Regions from separate parts of the Sus scrofa genome. Here all the other regions are linked to region 1. The links are chromatin contacts, called in public Hi-C maps. All regions are on one chromosome and are shown on one strand. Each heading gives the region's core, a stretch centred on a gene start, on an enhancer-like site or on the middle of the called end of the contact. The rest is flanking DNA. Distances are from core to core; before and after follow the strand shown.

Region 1 (4,316 bases), core at 337-2,836:
TCCTGAGGGGGGGAGGCAGTGAGCACAGAGCGATGTGGGTGGATGGCGCCAAGGTCTTCAGGAAGGACAAACAATCCATAAGACCTGCCGAAGGGTGGGAGAAGGTCGGGGGACCCCAGGATGTGGGCCCAGGTCCTGGAAAGCAGAACTGGGGAGGATGCCATTTGATGAGAAATGGAAACTGAGAAGGGCCTGGCGGACAGGGAGGACCTTGAGTTGGGTCTTGAGTTGGGTCTTGGTGACTCAGGGCAAACAGCATGACAGAACAGGTGGAGAAGGAGCATCATGCACATGTGAGATATTTGGTGGATGGAGGACAATAAGGTCTTTAGATACATTGAACATTGGGAGTCAAAGAGGTAGAGGTGACAAGGACGGACGCAGGTCTCCAGCTTGTACCATCTAGAAAGGTGGTCGTGGGGATATAGGGGCAAATGCATTTCCTTATTTTTGCCATTTGCCTTGGACTTTTGCTTGAGGTGGGGTTAATACAGCTCACTGCAGGGAGATGGTTTGCCCCGGCCGGTTTATGAGCGTTGAGGTGAAATATATCAGATGACAGAAATTTCGGGCCACGCTACACCAGTATCCTACAAATGAGGTCTTCAGTATCCCCAGGAAATAACACAAAGCCCTGCATTACCCAGAGTTCGTCCATCACGTCCAACCTCAGGAGGCTGTGCGTTTGCTTATGATAAACTCCCAGAGCATCTCCCTAAAAGCACTGAATTCCAGGAGCAACTAAGAAAAGTCTCCGACTGTAAGTTGACCCTGTTACCTGCGCACACCTGCTGAATCGCTTTTTAAATGCTCACCAAAACGACAGTGTCTCTTGTTTCCGGTACAACTTGGAGCCACAAAAACTAATTATATCACCTTCAAAATCCGTCCGTCCCGTGGTTTGCATCCAAAGGTCAACGTGCAGACGAGAAATGGTCTAGTGCTTTCAAACGCAGGGCGCAACACATAAATATTTATCACAGGAGGACAGGAACTCGTTGTACACGTGTGTTTACCTTATCAGGCAGTTACCTGGGGCAACGAGTCCTCTGTCTGCTTCCTGTTCCCAATTCCTTTTGTCCAAGACCTTGGGCAATTGTTTATTTGACGGAGCGTTCCGTACCATTCCCTCTCTTCTGGGAATAAGGGCACAGGATGCTAAACAAACATATCTCCTGGTCACCGATACCTGGTTTCTGGGGAGGAGAGGGTTCTAGGTGTTTGCTAGAAAGATCCAACAGCAAGGGAAAACTGTGGTTATACCCAGCAGAGAACAGAAAGCCCGCCTTTCTCCAGCCAGGGCTGGCTTGTTTTGATGAGCGTTTTGAATGCTCTCCATGGACTTTATGGAATGTTCCGGCTTTCGATAGTGAAGGTGATACAGCAGATGTACAGGCAAACAACAGTTGCAAGTGTGGCCTGTGGCAAAACACAGCCTTCCGTTTTATGGCTCTTTGCTATGTTTATAAAAACGCGAATGTTAGAGAAACGGTGGCCAGGCTGGCTTTCCTCTGGCCACATATTTGTTTTGGCCACTCTGAGCTTGCATTTCACAAGTTCTCATACTAACTAGCTCAAGCCTTTGTTACATAAGAAAGCCCAGCTGGGCCGGGTGCCAACGAGTCAACTCAGCATTTTTCCACCTCCCCACCGCAGTCCAGAGGAATGGATTCAAGGATCTTCAGCGTAGACGATCTATCAGACCCTATTTCCAGTCTGTTTAGTCTCTTCTCCTTGCCGAGCTACTAACTCTGAAGGTTTACCAGCAACTCTGCATGGTTACAGTTTCATTTGCATTTAATTTGCATATATTTTAATTTGCACTTAATTTGTGTGGGCCTTTGTATCTCTCCTTTCTGAATTGCCTGTGGTCCTTGGCTCATTTTTTTTTTTTTTTGGTCTTTTGAGGGCTGCACCCACGGCACCTGGGCGTTCCCAGGCTAGGGATCTAATTGGAGCTGTAGCCACCGGCCTACACCACAGCCACAGCAACACCAGATCCAAGCTGGGTCTTCAACCTACACCACAGCTCACGCAACAATGGATCCTTAACCCACTGAGTGAAGCCAGGGATCAAACCTGCATCCTCATGGTTACTAGTTGGATTCGTTTCCACTGAGCCACACAGGAACTCCCTTTATTTTTTCTGTCCATGAAGAAGTTCCTGGGCCAGGGATTGAACCTGCACTATAGCAGCCATCCAAGCTGCTGCAGTGACAACGCCAGATCCTTAACCCACTGCGCCACCAGGAAACTCCTGCCTACATTTTTCTACTGGAGTTTTAATATCACTTCTGTAAAGGATATTAAGCAGATCAGCACTTCTTTGTTATATAAAATTACCATCTATCCCTTGGGCACCTCTCTGGTTCCTGGGCATTTGGTTCTAAATGTTCCCCTTCCAAGTTTCATTCGATATCTTCCCAATGAATTTTCCAAAATTTGGCAAACAAATTCATGTTAATATTCAATGATGGAGTGAGAACAGGGTTTGGTCTCTCTTGTGCATTTTGAATCCCAGCACCTAGCTGGGCCTCGGCCAATTAGGCATTGGATAAATATTTGTCTGATGGACAGAAAACCTAAAAATCCGTGTCGAAATTATTCTCTAGTGTCCCTCAAACCACCCCCTTACTGGGAAAGAAAGAAAGAAAGAAATCTAACCTATTTATCCTAATCCCAACATCAACCTCTCCTTCTTGTGATTATTTTAACAGTTCATCTAGGTATTTTCTTGGAGTTCCCCATGTGGCTCAGCAGATTAAGAACCCAACGTAGTGTCCGTGAGGATATGGATTCGAGCCCTGGCTTCACTTAGTGGGTTAAGGTCTGGCATTGCCGCAAGCTTTAGCATAGGTCACAGATATGGCTCGGATCTGGTGGGGCTGTGCCTGTGACTTCGGCTGGCAGCTACAGCTCTGATTCGATCCCGACCCAGGGAAATTTCATATGCCTCCAGCGTAGCTGTAAAAAGAAAAGAAAAAAAATTTTTGACATACAATATTTAAAAATGCATATGGCATGTAGGTTGTACCCCAAAGTATGGGCATACTTACAGCTTTGCTTCTGAAATCCTTCCTGATGTATTTTAAGGGCTTTTGACCACAGCGATCCTTTTAGGCAGTATCACTGATGGAGCAGTGTCCTGTAACTCCCTGAAAAGTGATATAATGGAGCGTATTGCCCTCTAATTATAATCAGTGTTACAATGCCAAGTTTCCCTGATTCATCAGCTTGTACTTGTCCACCCTGAAACGAGTTTTCAGGGCTATGCAAACCCCATGCATGTGGGACAGAGGCTGTGCATCACAACCGTGGAATGAACTGAGGAATTCTGGGAGTGTCCCTCTTGCTCCAGAACCTCCCCCACATCCAAGTTCAACAGCGCCTGGGCCACCCGAGTTCATCCATTCCCCATTTATGGGGCGCTGACTGTGTCGGATATCACGCGAGGCACCGACAGCAGGGATGTGTGCCTGCGGCTAACAATTTCCAGGCGTCCTTTTCGGTTCAGCTGAGGCAGCTATCACATTCATCACAGATGCCTCAGCATGAATCGATTTATGAGGGCCCGCAAGGTCACGGAGGCTGGAAGGCGTGGAGTGGGACTCCCTTCCGGGCTGTCTGGTTCCACGTGTTCCAAATGTGTTGCCCAACCACGTCGTCATTTTGGGAGGTTACGCATTTACTGCAACGATCCTGCCATTTCCCTGAACATGTTTGGAACGACCCTCTGGGAATCTGATGAGACACGGAAGGACTCAGAATCTAACTCCATCTCAACGAGTAAGCCGCTAAGATACTATCAGTGAATTACTCCCATTCTCCAGCCCCTGTTTTCTCACTTGGAGAACGAGGAGATCAGACCCATTATCTTGGGAGAGTCCTTGCAGCGCTAACCATCCCTGGTCCTGTCCTAACCTCAGCATTTCCTTTTGTTGAGAGCTTGACTTCTGTGTCCTTCTCGGTGGATCTATCCTGTTGGGTTTGTGGACAGATGACATAGGACGAGGGCCGTGGAGACAATGAAGATGATAAAGCACGAGCTGGGGGGAGGTTACAGTCTTATAACTACACATCTTCCGATCTTTAGTCCACTGCGACTCTCTCCAGCCTGCACCTCATTTTGAAGTTCAATGAATAAAAAATGCATTGAATGGAGTTCCCGTTAACTGCTCAGCGGGTTACGAACCCCAACTAGAAGAGGGGTCTAGTCTGAGACCTGAAGGATGCTGGGAGGGCTGAATTGTTCCACCTGCCCACAAAGCCACATCAAAGGCCTAACCCCGAGTTCCTGAGAAGGTGACTTTCTGTGG
Region 2 (4,211 bases), core at 1,111-3,610, 140 kb before region 1:
CCCATGGAGCCACCATGGGAACTCCTCCCCTGAGGGGCTTTGAGCTGAGAAGTGACCTGATCCAAATTGCGTCTTAGCACCTGAAGCTAGAGAGCCATTGAGAGGCTCTACTGAACCAGAGAAGGATGCACAGGACTTTTTTGAAGAAGGCAGAGGCTCTTCTCAAGGTTTGGAGACAGGTCAGCTGTCCCCAGACAAGGAAAAAAACAACAATAACAACAAAAAAAACACACAGGAACGGTTGAGATAACTGAGCAATTTCGGATTAAATGTGGGATGTTATTTTTAGAAGATAACATTTTTTTTTTTTTTTTTTTAAAAAGCCCTGTTCCTGGCTTCTTGCTGTTCTTTTACAGCACACCATGGGGAAAGATAAGGAAGCATTGCCTTCTAAGTACAGCCCTGAATTAGAAGACCTTGTTTCCAGTTTGGGTCTTAGTTCGACCTTGTCCTATCCTAGCACTAATGACTTAATCTTTCTGAGGTTTAGTTTCCTCTGTGGCGGGCATAATTGTTCATTACTTTATGGAATTACTATGTCAATTAATAACATGTTTGTAATCTGAGAGTCACCAAGTACTCTGAGTGTCTTTGAAATTGGTATGACATAGAGCGGCTTTGGTGACCAATTAGGGTCGTTATGACAAGAAACACATGGAATTTTAGCACCCAACGTGTTTGTGGACAGGAAAAACTGTGGGCGATCGGGAGGAGGCTAGAGTGATTTTGGAAAGAGATGAGTGCTACAGAGGATGACATTTCATTTCGGGACATTGGGGTGTATGTGACCGGGGATGTCAAAATGTTACTTGGACATTTTAGGAGGATGCGGGGAAAGGACCGACTGCACATCACCTCCTGATGCCAGAATATGGTACTCAGTGCATGTGACATATTTCTCCCTTATTTCTAATCCGCTGTTACATGTGATGAAGATAACTTGTATTTTTGAGCAATGTCTTCAAAACGCTGGCAAGGCTGACTTCTAACACATATGCCATGGATGAGTGTAGGCACATCGATATGGGTGATACTTATTTTTCCTTCTTACGCAAGAATTTCTCAAACAAAAGTGAAATCTCATATAATTTGCCACAATTTCTGATGAATAACGAGATGGACTGCAGTGGATCTTCCTTTTCTTTATTTCTTTCTTTCTTTTTTTTTTCTTTCTTTTTTTTTTTTTTTTTTTTTTTTTTTGTCTTTCTGCCTTTTCTAGGGCCGTTTCCCGAAGCATATGGAGGTTCTAGGCTCAAGGGGTCGAATCGGAGCCATAGCCACCGGCCTACACCAGAGCCACAGCAACACAGGATCCCAGCCACGTCTGCCATCTACACCACAGCTCACGGCAACGCCGGATCCTCAACCCACTGAGCGAGGCCAGGGATCGAACCCGCAACCTCATGGTTCCTAGTCAGATTCGTTAACCACTGCACCACAACGGGAACTCCTCCTGTATCATTTTTTATTAGATTCCACATACTAGTGATCTCAGGGTTTGTTATCTTTTAAAGCAAGATTATCTGTTCAAAGCATCTAGGAACTTAACCTCTACTGCTGCCAAGTGATTTTGTCTGCTTTCTGCAAGATGGGGCATCTTTCTGAAAGACACAGGATAACTGGTGTGACCTTGGTGATGAGAAGGGCATTAAAGGACTTCTGTCCATCAGAGTCAAGATGTTGGTGGTGGCTCCGACAGGGCCCCTTAACATCTTTGTTCATTCAACAGATACTTTTTGATCATAGACTGTGTTGGCGCCGCAGGGCATAAAAAAATGGTGGTAAGAAGACATAGTTTCTAGGGCCAATGAGCTTGTAATCTCACAGGGGAATAACCATCGAATCGGGCTATTTGTGATATGTGTCTGAGCAGTTAGGAGCAGCAGGTGGGGGGAGAATCCCCCATCCCTCCATCCTCCTTCCTGGGGAGGGGGGAAGGGAATCCAAAAGTTTGGTATTTGGATGTAAGGTAACAGGGGAGGGAGGCAGGGAGGAGACATCGGAGGAGCTCAACACGGGGTCTGTCCGAGTAACAGCGATTATGGACGGGAACACAATGGCAGGGATTCTGCTCCAAGCCTTGGAGACCAGCCCCCTGTCCCCGGGGTCCCTTGAACCCCGTCAGGTGTGTAACTGATGGAAGCACAGGGCTTCTCCCCACCTCATCCATTCTCCAAGCCATCTAATCACCACGAACACGATCCCATGCGTGGCTTCTGCCAGTTTGGATTTGTCCCCCCCCGGGTTGTCCGTGTCAGCTTGGCAGTGAACGTTGGTGCAGCCTTGGTGGAGAATAAAGGTCACGTACCTACGTGCTCAGTTCTAAATGGGCTGTAATTATACTCAGACGCCATCGTGACTCACCTCTCCCCTCATTAACTCCACCCAGCGAATTGCCTGTTTCATTCAAATGTGAAGTCACTCCATCCACTGTGCTTTTTAAATCTTGGCAGAGATTTAATGATAACTTTTTTTTTTTGGGGGGGGGAATCCAAACGTGGGGATGCCACAGTCTCATGGGAGCCCCCGAGGACTCAGAGGGAGAGGGAGATGCTCTCTCAAGCAGAACCAGGCTCTGTGTTTCTCTCTGAAACCCAGGATCTCCTCCTCCACAATCATCACTGGAGGTGAGAAGGGCCAAGGGTCGGGAGGTGGTGAGTGTGTACTTCAACCAGGGATCAAACAGCACAGCGGAGATTTTGGCTTCTTCGTCTAAATTGATGTAAACGCCTGGCGTGGGGGGAGAAGTCAAAAGCAAACATGAACGTAACATCCTGCTTTCAGCTCTGAGAGGCGGTTCACAGGAAAAGGCTATAAATCAGAAGGAGCTGGCAGCTTCTCCACCGTTGGCACAAGTGACATTTTCCACGGGGGAGTGAGCCGAAGTGCAGGAGGCAGGAAAACATCGGAATCCCTCCAAACGCCTTGTAAACCCGCGTCTCCACGCGCTCTTGTGGAGCATTTAACTACAGTTGGAAAGCTGGTTGTCAGCACAAAGGGGACACAGTTTTTGCTCTTGACATAAAATGCATGTATTTATTTGTCATCATTGCTAAGGTAATTCCACGGGTCTGCAGATGAGTATCTAGAATCCTTCAGGGATGCGTGGAGCTGTCTTTACAAAGAGAGGCTTTGAAGCCAGTACCCTTGGTAATGACATTGAAAGTAGTTTGTTCTCTCCGTAATCGTGACTTTTAAAATACTTTTAACTGTGAAATTTTCCAGGCATAAAATAACGACTTCCAGTTGCTTTAAGATATGCATCGGCTAAACAGTCGCAGGGTGCCCTCACCAGGCTTTCCAAGACCGTAACAATCTTAGTGAGGTCATTTTATCGCCCCATTTTAGAGATGAGGAAACTGAGGCTCAGGGCTGTTGCTTCACTTCCCTAACCTCCTACTAGGAAGTGGCAGAACAGAAACTAAAACCCAGGTCTTCAGGTTGTAAATGCTCTGCCCTTCCAATGTCACCCCTGTCCCGGGAGCAGAAACACTCATCTCTGAAAGGCTGAAACGAAATAATTTACTCTTAACCGAAGGGAAGGGATTTTAAAATCCTCTTGATGAACAGACTTCAGAGCTGAGGGCTGTTGGTTTCTGGATCCCTTCTCATCCATCAAACTCCCTTTGGGGTTTAATATCCCAAGAGGCTACGCCTTGGAAATCCAGCACGCAAGTGAGGAGATTTTTTTCAGGCCAGATCGTACAGCCCATAATGTTTACATGGTCTAGATACATTTTTATGGTTTATTTATATTTCAGTTTCTTAACTACTGGTAGTAAAACTGCCCTTATATAAACATGAAAAAAAATTCCCAACACTCAGTACCATTTTTATCTGCCTTCGCTGTCTCTGAGCCTTTCCGGCTGTTAAATAATACCTCGTCTTTGCTACTGCTGTCCCTTCTCACTTGTTCTGAAATTGGACAGAAGTCTGAGGTCGCTCTGAAGTTAATGATTAATATCATCTCTGTGTGGCCACTATTCATTTCTTGGGAGCCTTCTTGGGTCATCCATTCGTTTCTGGTCTGAAACAGCATCGTGTGGATTCTTAAACAGCCTGGTACAGATACGGATCTCTCAAGAGTCCCACCCGTCACTAAGGGTTTTTTTACCTAATAAACCACCTTTTGATCTCTACTTTTGAACATGCCCCCTTCTTAATTTGTAGCTGTCATGGTCAAGGTCACTTCCTCCTTTACCACGTTGCTC
Region 3 (4,732 bases), core at 604-3,103, 250 kb before region 1:
AAGCAAATGGGAATACGTCTTCATTGTAAAATTCTGTTCCAAATACTTCTCCATGAAGCATGAGGGGCATCTGTGCTAGTGTATTTAGTTTGGGTGGCGTGAATTGGTGTCATTTCGGAAATGGCTGCAGTTCCATTTTCTGCGTCTCTGAGCCTTTGGTCCACATTCTGTGAAACTTAGTGGTTTTCCATGTTCGGTGGACCGTGAGGGAAATAGGGCCCCTGGAATTCAGTAAATAGCCCGTTACAGCAAATCCCCCTGCCAGAAGGTAGAGCTGCCAGTGCGTAGTCAGCAGGAATCGGGCAGATGTCCACACAGCAGCTCTGCCCTGCGCTCCCCCTGTGGTGCTTTCCGCCTGACGCCCAGTGTCGCGCGCTCGTGGGGTCTTAGGTGCTGTGTGAGCGCCCACTTAGGTTAGAGTAAGGTGGTTCATGCTCCGTAGACGTCCCCACATCTCTGAAAACTGCGAGCACTTGGTTTTCTGACGCTTTAAAACCCATTCTTTTTGCCCTAGTATCAGATGATATTCTGCCGTCTTGCCTTTTTTTTTCATAGTTTAATTTTGGCAGATGCTCTTCTTGTTCGTAGGTCTTTAGTAAATGTTTGCCAGAAGAGCGAATACGTAAACGACTGTCTGGATGGTTAGACAAAATGCCATGTTGATGTTTGTTTCCTACAATAGACTTTTTAAAAGAAGCCGTAGACCAGGGATCTGGGCAGTCTGCACTAGAGTGGTGGTTCTCAGTTTTTCAAAGGGTGTGGACGGCCCGAGCAGACGCTGCTAACACTTGCCCCGCTGCTCCTCCTTCTCCTCACAGGAGTGACGTCCTCGTGCGACGGTGTCGTCCTTCAGGCCTGGCTTGTGTGCTCGCCTAGTCAGTCTCGTTTGCGAGCCCTCCCCGGGTTTCATCTCTAACTGGCGTGGCCGTCCTTGGTCGGTGTCACTCACGCAATAGCCGAAGGGTCTCAAGGCCTCAGTGTTGGAGAACCTCTGCTCCAGCACCAGGAAGGCCTGAGGGGCCCCCACCTGGCAGACCCCGGCCTTGGGTTCCAGTTGACACTGATCTCTGACCTGCCCTTGGGGCTCAGGGGTTTATCTGCTGAAGGACACTGCAGCCAAGCAGCCACATCCCTGTTTGAGGAGGAAGAGAGAGGTTCTGTTGGTCGGTGAAGGACCTGGCCCGGTCCATCCCCACGAGCCCCCTGCCCGGGACACTGCCTCCCTCCCTGTGCTTCAGCCAGGGGAGGAGGGAAGGAAGGGTTTGGGGAGCGCCGGTCCCCTTATCCGCCGAAAGCGAAAACCACCTGTCAGCGTGTCCTTTGGGGTCCCCGTGGCGGCACAGTCATCAGCCGCATCTGGTTCCCGCCTCTGCTGGGGCAGGCGTGAGGACCGGGCTCCCAAGGAGCCAGCCCGAGGCTCGCGCACACCTGCCTCCGGACGTCGGCGGTGCCTTGACCGTGCTGCACACACGAGGAAGAGGTGGGGGGTGGTGAGGTGAGGAGTGACCCGAGCGTGAGCGCGATGGGGAGCCTCGAAGGCCGGGACTCGGGTGTTTCACGTCGGCCAGGGAAAGCCAGGTGGTCCTTAAGTGCTGCAGGTGGGAGGTGGGGCTGTTCATTGAGCTCCAGGAATATTAGCTTCACCCTTAAGTGACTGAGGGAGACCCGCTGGAAAGGAGATTCTCGCAAGAAGAAAATAAAGTGAGATCCACTCTGGGCAGGGCAGGGGGAGGGAAGCCTGGACGGGAAGGGGCAGCTGGCACATGCTGGGTTCCAGGCATAAGCACAGGCCAGGCACCAGGGACCAGGGACCAGGGACGGGACAGCTGGAGGGGCAGGGGTGGCCGTGATGGTCCTTCTGCGAAATCACCACACGGTGGCGCCCTTGGCCTTCTCCGGTTCCGCCAAGGCTTCTCTTTTTTCTGTCTGCTGTGCCCCTGCTTCGAGCTGGACCCCGGCTGCAGACGTGGCCACCTTTCATCCTTCAGCGCTTCAAGTGGCAGGAGTAGTTAAATATCGCCTCTGGCTTTCCAGATAGGATTCTTAAGCCCCAGAAGGCGTCACTGCGAGTGCACATACATTTATTAACGTTATTATAGGCGGTGATTTTATCACCTGAGGGCACAGCCCGGCAGTTCCGGACTCACTGTGTGAGCCCGGTCTTCACTGTAGCATCGCTCATCTCTTTACATTTGCTTGAAAATACAGGATAATGGAAGTTACTTCTTATTTCCTAAAATCTTACAAAATAAGAAAGTAATTCATGAATATCCATTCAAATAAAAGTGGAGTGATAATGACTCAACTTTTATAGACTTCTGACGTCTGCTGCCATACGTAGCTCTTGTATGCTGAGGGCAAGCAAGGCGGAAGGGGACACCAGCGGTGCTGAAAGGTTTCTGATGTCCGGTATAAGTGAGGACTCGGTTTGGCACCTGGGGGTAGGCAGAAAGCTTATGTCATGATATGTTATTGGTTTGCTCCTCCTGTTAGTAGCATCTAAGATCTGAGTGGCCTGTGGTCTGTTATATAACTACTTTTCCCTTGGAACCTTCTGGAAAAATGAAAGGTCAGCCAGAGCAAATGCTCAGGTTTGCAGAAGGTAAAGTGTACAGATTCTGTTCTAGGGCTTTGGCCCTGCTGCCCTGGCCGGTGAAGGTCAGGCTGCTCTTCTGAGGTTTTTCTAGGTGGTGGTGGTGATTTTTTGGTGGCTTAGCGAATGCTTGTGATTACCAGGGAAGTTGGCCATTTTCAGTTGACTACACATCTGGATAAAAATCTTGTTAGTACCTGCTTTTTTATAAACTTCCTTTTAAGAGGAGAGGCCTAGGGGGTCACAACTGGCGTTTGTGCTCATATGTTCTCGGGGTCATGGCTTTTAGGAGGAAAGGCCGGTGCTTTTATGTCTCAGACGTGGGCGTCTCGGGGGCTCTCCTTGGGCTGGGACAGTAGTTCCTGTTCAAGTCAGTGATCTCCCTGCAGGACGTGTTGCGATAGGCAGATGGGCCAGTGTGGCCTTTTCCTTTTCAAGTAGGAGAATGAAACTGTCCCAGAGGTTCAGAGAGCGCGAGGCCCTTTAATGTGTACCTGGGTCTTTGATCTGCAAGGAGTAAGACCAGGCATTTAGCCCTCGGGGGTCTCCGCTCCTGGCTGTCCCTGTAAGCCCGGCAGCCTGTCCCTCCAGGGGGCCGGGTCTGTGTATCTCTTTGCTCCTTGGGTATGAAGGTAAATCTTTCCGATTAAATGGACACGGACGTATTTTGAGTTTGTATGTTTTTGCCACGTGTGCTCGGCAGACGGTTTACTGTCCACGTACCTTTCCTCTCGCGCTGAGAAGGTTTAACTTCAGAATGCCAAGTGTATCTTAAATAAGAGCCTCCTGGTGTTGAAGAATAATTTTGCTTGGTTGCTACAATTTTTAAAACATGAGTTTTTCTATATCGCCGCTTCATTTCTTCTTCTTTTTAGGTCCCACGGCTCTGTTGGCTCATGAGATCGGTTTTGGAAGCAAAGTTACGACGCACCCACTTGCTAAAGACAAGATGATGAACGGAAGTAAGTAGATGTACGTGTGTGCGTGTGTTCTCGGGCCACTGTACCATCTCGTTGTCTCCCGCTCGGTAGATGCGGTGACAAAACGAACTCCTGGGTCTTCTCCGTGGGGGGGGGACGGCTTCCTTGCTTCGCCGGAGCGCGAGAGATGAGCGCACGCGGGTCTCCGAGTACACACGCCCGGGGGCATGAGTGCTGAGCCAGAGGCCAGCCAGATTCTGGTGCTCACGGATGGACGTGGTGGCCAATGCCAGTTTAAGAAGTATTTTTACTAGATACGGTGCCAGCGGTCTGAGGGTAAATTTTAAACCTTGACGGCTATTTCAGAAGGTGCCCTTTTGCCCCTGGTCCCCCAAGGTTAAATGGACGTTGCTCCCTTCCCCAGAGGCAGGCCATTCGCCTTGCTGACAGGATACTTTTGTAAATATCAGTTAGACGTTGAATGTTTATTAACTTATTTTTATGAAAACAATTTCCATCCGTGTGGGAAAAAGAGGCAGTGCAGAAAGAGACGAAGTAAAAATAAATGTTTCTAACTACCACCCCCTTTTCTGCTTTGTAGAGGCAATTTCTGTCAAAAGTCTCTTGTGTAACTCTCTAGTAGTTTAATGTTTTTCTCAAATTGGATTTAGTAAATACATTCTGGAGCTTGCTTTTTTAACCTAACTTTGTATCCTTTACTTTTTTTTTTTTTTTTTTTGGTAATTTATCAAGTTAGTTTTTTTTTTTTTCCCCCAATTCCCTTATGTTGCTTGTTACTTGAGGTTTATTTTAAAAAGCATGTCATTGCCTCTGCCCTCTGGAAATTAGCAGCTGGCAGACACCTCTGCATCAAATATGAGAACATGAGGCATCTCCTCAGAAACCAGCACCTGGACGTCTGGCTGTGCCGCCGCTGGTGCTTCCTCAGGAGTAGCTCCCTCGTCTCAGTGTGACATCCAGAGCACCAGCCAGGCAGTGTCTCTTGTCCCTAGAGTGCATGTCGAAGGGAGGCAGAGACCCTGGGATGTGCAGAACCACCCAGAGGTTGTCCCAGAGGGTGCAGACCCTGGAGCCACCCCAGTGTGGACGTGTGCAAGGGAACCAGAGCTTTCCACTTGGAAGCCGCAAGTGACCCACCTGGCCTCAGCCAGTGGGGAGACTGGCCGACTGGCCCCATTTGAAACACCCCCCAGCCAAA

The links. A called contact is a pair of places that touch in the nucleus more often than the background predicts.
Region 2: a contact with region 1 is called in a Hi-C map of liver, with 6 times the contacts expected there. The contact joins two enhancer-like sites. A contact is called at or near these places in 6 of 47 Hi-C or Micro-C datasets (embryonic fibroblasts, liver, mesenteric adipose tissue and 1 more) and 2 of 2 datasets of contacts at active chromatin or transcription factors (alveolar macrophages and skeletal muscle).
Region 3: a Hi-C map of liver shows a contact between it and region 1, with 9 times the contacts expected there. The contact joins two enhancer-like sites. A contact is called at or near these places in 1 of 5 promoter capture datasets (fetal liver) and 5 of 47 Hi-C or Micro-C datasets (embryonic fibroblasts, liver and skeletal muscle).

Annotation. Positions count from the first base shown.
Region 1 is chr6:68,889,280-68,893,595 of Sscrofa11.1, forward strand. No RefSeq gene overlaps it. Among named protein-coding and RNA genes, the nearest start is that of SLC45A1, 42 kb to the right of the region's middle. Within about 2 kb of position 1,587, at least 27 of the 83 cell types and tissues checked have an H3K27ac peak or open chromatin away from gene starts, as enhancers often do. A contact at or near this core is called in fetal liver, liver and skeletal muscle, where this site is marked.
Region 2 is chr6:68,744,026-68,748,236 of Sscrofa11.1, forward strand. No RefSeq gene overlaps it. Among named protein-coding and RNA genes, the nearest start is that of ERRFI1, 64 kb to the left of the region's middle. Within about 2 kb of position 2,361, at least 29 of the 83 cell types and tissues checked have an H3K27ac peak or open chromatin away from gene starts, as enhancers often do. A contact at or near this core is called in liver and skeletal muscle, where this site is marked.
Region 3 is chr6:68,635,833-68,640,564 of Sscrofa11.1, forward strand. It overlaps PARK7 (Parkinsonism associated deglycase), which reads left to right. Exons shown (of 7, transcript NM_001078663.1): 6 at 3,469-3,555. Among named protein-coding and RNA genes, the nearest start is that of TRNAE-UUC, 6.3 kb to the left of the region's middle. Within about 2 kb of position 1,854, at least 9 of the 83 cell types and tissues checked have an H3K27ac peak or open chromatin away from gene starts, as enhancers often do. A contact at or near this core is called in fetal liver, liver and skeletal muscle, where this site is marked.